Regions from separate parts of the Pan troglodytes genome. Here region 2 is linked to region 1. Evidence: chromatin contacts called from public HiChIP or PLAC-seq data. All regions are on one chromosome and are shown on one strand. The core of a region is the stretch at or near the end of the contact, and the rest is flanking DNA. Distances in the headings are between cores, read along the strand shown. Region 1 holds the start of DNAH5 (dynein axonemal heavy chain 5). Region 2 holds the start of TRIO (trio Rho guanine nucleotide exchange factor).

Evidence for each region. HiChIP or PLAC-seq counts read pairs in DNA pulled down with a chosen protein or histone mark.
Region 2: a contact with region 1 is called in an H3K4me3 HiChIP or PLAC-seq map of stem cell-derived excitatory neurons, with 2.6 times the contacts expected there. The contact joins the promoter of TRIO here to the promoter of DNAH5 in region 1. A contact is called at or near these places in 1 of 7 Hi-C or Micro-C datasets (stem cell-derived neural progenitor cells) and 1 of 1 datasets of contacts at active chromatin or transcription factors (stem cell-derived excitatory neurons).

What each region holds. Positions count from the first base shown.
Region 1 is chr4:14,661,590-14,664,718 of NHGRI_mPanTro3-v2.0_pri, forward strand. It overlaps DNAH5 (dynein axonemal heavy chain 5), which reads right to left and starts at 1,686. Exons shown (of 79, transcript XM_016952957.4): 1 at 1,510-1,686. The coding sequence starts at 1,674.
Region 2 is chr4:14,793,073-14,796,176 of NHGRI_mPanTro3-v2.0_pri, forward strand. TRIO (trio Rho guanine nucleotide exchange factor) reads left to right here and starts at 1,854. Exons shown (of 57, transcript XM_016952961.4): 1 at 1,854-2,025. The coding sequence starts at 1,869.

The DNA.
Region 1 (3,129 bases), core at 436-2,935:
CATTAATTGTAAACATTTTCCCATGTTATTAAATGTTTTCTAGCAACACTTGGAGGGAGGGGAGAGGTCTTTGCAAATTTCATAGATGAAAAGAGGTATATCAATGTAATTTCCTAGTTTACTATGGAAGTTAAATAAGAGATATTTGATAATTTTCAAATTCTTTAAGTTCAACTTGAACAGACCAAGAGAAAATTAGGGGCAAAGAGCATAGCGCTGAAACCTGAAAGCAAGCATAATTAATAAAATATAACAACCCAGATGAAAGCTAATAGCCATGCTTTATATCCTTAAAGGGGAAAACTTGGTAAATTTATGTAAGATTGTAGTATATATGGATTTAAAATTAAGACATAGAAAAAAGTCATTGGTTTATTGGTATTAGAAGTAACAATGTCATCTGTCATTTCAGGGTCCCATTTTCTTTGACAGAAAATGAGAACAGTCACTTGAAATACTAAAAAGAGCTAACGAGTATGTCTTCAATAAACACAAAATATAGTGAAAATTCCAAGTATTTATGACATAAATTATATGAAAATGAGAATATTAATATGTCTACCATAAAAGGGTACACACAAAAATAAAAGCCAATTTTGAGAAAGGTAAATATCTACAGAGAGGAGGAAAACGCTGAAGTATTATTTGCATAATCTAGATACATTGCTCTTAATTCAACAAGTATAAATTTATATCTTTAAAATCATGACAAAGTGCATATTTTATCGATTAGCATAATAGATCCCTACAGTTATATGACTATAGTGTACCTGATGAAAATATATATGAATGCAATCGTCCTTGAAGATAAATGCAAAAACAAGTACTGTACTTGGATTATTCTTCAATCCACAATATTCACTTAAAAAAAAAAAGAGCCAGACTAATGAAATGAAAGCTGATGTAAATGTACAGCGTGCGTTTCCAGCTGCACCTGCTCCGATGAGCACCGAGGCAAATGTAAGAGACAGAAAGAACCCACCCAGCGGGGCTTTCTCTGCACACCGTACCCCTCCCTCTCTCCAGGGGAACTAAACATTCGCTTTTGTCCAAACCCAAAGGCTAATGAGAGCTGGTAACAGCCAACGAACGACAGACACAAAAGCGACCTTCGCCACACCTGGATATCTCTGATGCTCGCTATGGGACAATGGGTGGATTGGGTCCACGTCGCAGACAACCAATGGCCTTTTTAGCAGCAAGAGGAAGAGAAGGAAGTCCCTGAACTTAGTGCGTTTTGCATTTTGGGGTGCCCTGGTAGGCGTGATTGACAACTACCACCTGAGGAAAAAAACGTGCGAAATTCCAGAAACAGCAATCCCAGCCCTAAAAGGTCAAGAAAGTGCTTTTGGCCCCCAAACTCTGAAAACCCCGGACCACAAGCCGAGCCCCTCCCTGGTCTCTGCCGCCAACCCCGCGAGCCAGGGAACCCCGGGCCGCTCGGCCGCGCATGCGCCGCGGCGGCCCTGGCTGGGCGTGGGAGCCGCGTGGCCCGAGCGCGCAAAGTACCAGCTTGTCCATGGCGCTGTGCTGCGGCGCTCCGCTGGGACTCGTAGCGATCCCCCGGTGCAGGGAGGACCCCGCCGCAGCCGCCGCGCCCTGCCCTCGTCTGCTCTCCGGAGTCCGCTCAGGCCGCCCGGCTAGCCGGCTGTTTGCTGCCCCTGCCGTTGCCATGGCGACGGGCAATGCTCCGCCTGGGCCTGGCCACCGCCCCTAGCGCGGCGCGGCGCGGCTCTGCGCTTCCCGGGCTCCGGCTCCCGAGCTACTTGCATGCTCGGAGCCGGCTCCGGTTCCGGGGAAGCCCAGAGCTTCTGGCCTGCCACTGGGCCCCAGGTGCCGTTTCTTGACTATTTTCCATTAGGTTTCTCTTAGCTCTCCCCTGATTGTTTAGCATTTGTTTGAATGTGGAATTTTGAGTGTTTCTAGCTTTAGGAGGAAAAAATAATTCAAAATGAAATTTAGAAGATTTCAACATTAATTCGCACAGTCTTGATTATTAGTCTTAGACTGTAAGTTTTAGATTCTTCTCATTGCTTCCGTGTCTGGTACCTTCACAGCTATTTCTCCAGCTAAGACCTCCATAGAAACGTTTAACTTTGAGTTTTAATCTATAGGTAATAAAGATAACTTTCTAAACACTGTACACCCATCAGAATAATACCTCATTGGCATGTATGAATTCCAAGCAAATTTGCCTTAAAGCACTTTCCAAAAAAATTTGAATAGAAATATTTCGTATCTGCAAAATCTTTCTCATCTGGGCCAGCACTGTCCAATAGAAATATAATGCCTGACACATGTGAAAGTTTATGTTTTTAGGAGCCACATTTTAAAAAGTAAAAGAAGCAGGTGAAATTAATTTTAATAGTATGTTTCAGTTTCTTCATTCATTAATGAAGTCATTACTGTTTCAGCCAAAATATTATTTCAATATGCTACCAATATAAAAATTATTCATGAGACAGTTTACATTCTTTTATCGTACTAGTCCTCGAAATCTGATGTGTATTTTACACGTACAGCACATCTCAATTTGGACTAGCCACATTTCAAGTGCTCAATGGCCAGTGTGACTGGTGGCTACTATATTGGTCACAGCAGATCCACTAGGCCAGTGCTTTCCAAACTTTTTGGCACCAGGGATTGGTTTCGTGAAAGACAGTTTTTCCACAGATGGGGCAGGGGGTGGTTGCCGGATGATTCAAGCACATTACAGTTATTGTGCACTTTATTTCTATTATTATTGTATTGTAATATATAATGAAATAATTATACAACTCACCGTAATGTAGAATCAGTGGGAGTCCTGATCTTGTTTTCCTGCAACTAGATGGTCCCATCTGGGGGTGATGGGAGACAGTGACCAATCATCAGGCATTAAGATTCTCCTAGGAGTGTGCAACCTAGATCTCCCCCATGGGCGGTTCACAATAGCACTGGTATTCCTATAAGACTCTTATGCCCTGGCTGATCTGACAGGAGGTGGAGCTCAGGCAGTAATGTGAGCGATGGGGAGCACCTGTAAATACAGATGAAGCTTCTTTGGCTTATCTGCCTCTCACCTCCTACGATGAGGTCTGGTTCCTTAACAGACCACAGACCTGGGTTGGGAGCCCCTGCACTAGACTA
Region 2 (3,104 bases), core at 604-3,103, 130 kb after region 1:
TGGACTCATGGATAATTTATTTTATACTTTTGGTTATAATCACATTCTGCTTTATTTTCTTGCTCAAATCGTTTCAGCTTTGGCCACTGCGAGCGCTTTCAATGAGCTCCTGTGTCCCTTTGAGGTACCCCCACCATTGCTGATGTCAATTAAAAAATTTTTTTCATGGGGGGAGCAAATTACCTACCTTTTGGCACAAGGTGCTCCAGGCACACCTTGAATATTTCCCGTCCCAGTCCTAGAATCAGTCATTTCCTCAAGGAGCTCTGGCTCCTTTTATTGGAGAATGGTGTTAGAAGCAAGATCAGAGCGCTAGGTGTATTCGTTGCTACAGAGTGTTGTGTCTAGGCCCACTCAGCTGACAAAGCAAAGAGATACAAGTATGTGTACGACCCTTTATCTACAAATCTCTGTACAGACCCATTATATACATTATGAATATATAATATAGATGTAGACCCCAAACATGAGTCCATACCGATGTCTCCAACTCTAACCCTGTACCACAAGGATCACTCTAGCCTCTTCCGGGCTGTAACCTCCACTCCAGCAGTGAAGATTTGATGGCCACCATCCACCATTTACATTTGTCTATTTCCAGTATACTCGTGTGGTGGTTTCATCACCCAGTTGTTTTTCATCTCTCTTGCTTCTGCCTGTTTCCCCCGGCACTGGATCCTTTCACTCTCCTCGTAGCCGGGGCATAGGCGTTTTGAACTAGAATATTCGTCCAGCGCTGATTTGACATGGATCTTCCGCAAAGGAACATTTCTTTTGGCCTCCCCAGACCCCGTCGTCTTCCCCATTCATTCTGGCGGAGTAAGGACTGAGAAACCGTGAACCCGAGGTTCAGCAGCCGAAAGTCCCCTGGGAGACGGGGATACACCGAGAGGAATCCCATTTTACAGGAGAGCTTTGTACCCTTAGGAGTACCGTGGCCTCCGGGACTGGAGCAGATAACCTGTTTTCGGGCCCTCTATGTTCACTCAACAACTATTAAGAAGCCCCCTCCCCGAGCCAGGGCCAGCGCTGAGCCCACTAGGGAGGCACCCGCCCCGGCCCGCGTCACCCCGCCTTGCGGGCTAGACGACGAAACGCCTCGGCGCTCAGGGGACCGCGCACCGGTGCAGGAGCCAGCGCCCCGGTTGAGGGCGCAATGCCGGGCCTGGGAAGGTCCGCCCCGCCTGGTCAGAGCTTTCCTGCGCCTTCCAAGGCTTGGAGCTGCCCCGGGGAAGCAGACCGAACCAAACCGAACGTTCCTGCAGCCTCCCCGCCGGCCCTGCGGGAGCCCATCCGCCCAACGCGGCCCCGCCCCTCCCCCAGGCTCCGCCCACCGCCGAGCCCAGGCTCGGCCCTTGACGAAGTTCGCCGGAAATTACCGAAGCCCCTCTTTTTTTTCCTTCCTCTCCGTTCCCTGTTCTCCCTTTTCCTTTCACCCGGGTTCCCTCGGCCGTGATTTCCCCCTCCCCCCTCCTTCCTTCCCCATTGAAATCAAGATGGAGGCTCGCGGCAGCCGCCGGCGCCCGTGATCCCGGAGCTCTCGCCGGCCACGGGCCCCCGCCCTCGCGACTGCGTGTCCGGGAGGCGCGTGCTGCTGCCCGCGCTCCGGCCGGCGCCCGGGAGGCCGTGGCTCCGCGCCTCCGCCCCTCGGCCAGCTCGCGGCTACCGGGCGGAGTCCTCGTCTATGTGGGCGCGCTCCTTGGGCCGAGCCGCCGCCGCCGCCCCCCGCCGCCCCGGGGCTCTGCGTCCGCGCGCCGGGCGCGGGCAGCTGGGTGCTCGGCGCCGCCAGGCCCGGCGCGGAGCGGGCGGCACGCGGCGCTAGGGGCGCGGGGCCCGAGGCGGGCGCGGCCGCGGGCGCCGCCGCAGCCATGAGCGGCAGCAGCGGCGGCGCCGCCGCCCCCGCCGCGTCCTCCGGCCCCGCCGCGGCGGCCAGCGCGGCTGGCTCGGGCTGCGGGGGCGGTGCCGGCGAGGGGGCAGAGGAGGCGGCCAAGGACCTGGCCGACATCGCGGCCTTCTTCCGATCCGGTGAGTGCAACTGCGGCCGGCCCGCCCAGCGGCGCTGCCCCAAGCGCTCGGCCGACCCGCCGCGGAGCTGCCGAGCTCCGGCCACCGCGCGCTGGTGCCCGCCCGTCCGTCCGTCGGGGCCCGCACGCTCTCGCCTGGGACCACTGCTTCCATGCGCCGGGGCTGCCCGCCTCACATCCGCGTGTCCCGCTGCCCGCGCAGCCGGGCGCGCGGCAGCTTGGCCCGAATGCCACCACCTCGCCCTCCCTGCGCCCGCCCTTCGTTTTAGGGCAGAATCCCCCGGTCTGCTGCTCCCGGCCCCCGCGGCTTCGCGGGTTGGGGCGCCGGCTCTTTGTCTCTTTCGCTGGAGGACCGAGGAGGCGGCGGCGGAGATGGCGTGGGCGGAGGCTCTTACCCCGGAGGCCGAGCGGATTGAGCCGGGGCCGGTCCGGGACGGGAAATTGGTCTTTGATCTGTGCCTGTCTCTGGCTGATTTGTATCTGGAGCCTCCTCGACCCCATTAGCAGCCGGGTTTCTTTGCTTGGCCCTCTAGCCTGTCATCTCCCCGGCCTTGGTCTACACTTCTGTGAAACGGGGCAGTCACGGCACTCACTGCCCAGGGAGTGGGGACGGTGGCCGAGCTGAAGCTCGGAGGACCGGGAGGCGCGGTGAGCCATTGTCTCCGGGGACGACCCGGGAGGGTCAGCTGGGAACGTGGCCCCGGGGGGGCGGCGCGGGGCTGGGGCTCGCGGGGCACTGTGTGGGTGGCGTGGAGGTGGAGGCAGTGCCAGGTGGCCCCGAGTCCACCCCGGCGCAGAGGGGGTGGCCGCGGGAGAGGCGCGGGTGGCGACCGGTCCGCGGGAGGGGCACCGGGTTTGCTGCGCAGGGGGCGTGACAGGGCGTCCCCGGTACCCCAGCGGCGGCGCCTCCTCCCGCTCCGGCCCAGATCCCGCGCGAGCCGGGCCCGCGTCCCCGCGTCCCGCGTCCCCGCGCCCAGTCCGGTCTGCTCGCGCGTCGGCTGAGCAGCAGCAGGAGGAGGAGGAGGCGGCGGCGGCGGCCTCGGGGCCCGCAGCCCAGAGCGCAGTCCTTAGCGGGCCGGG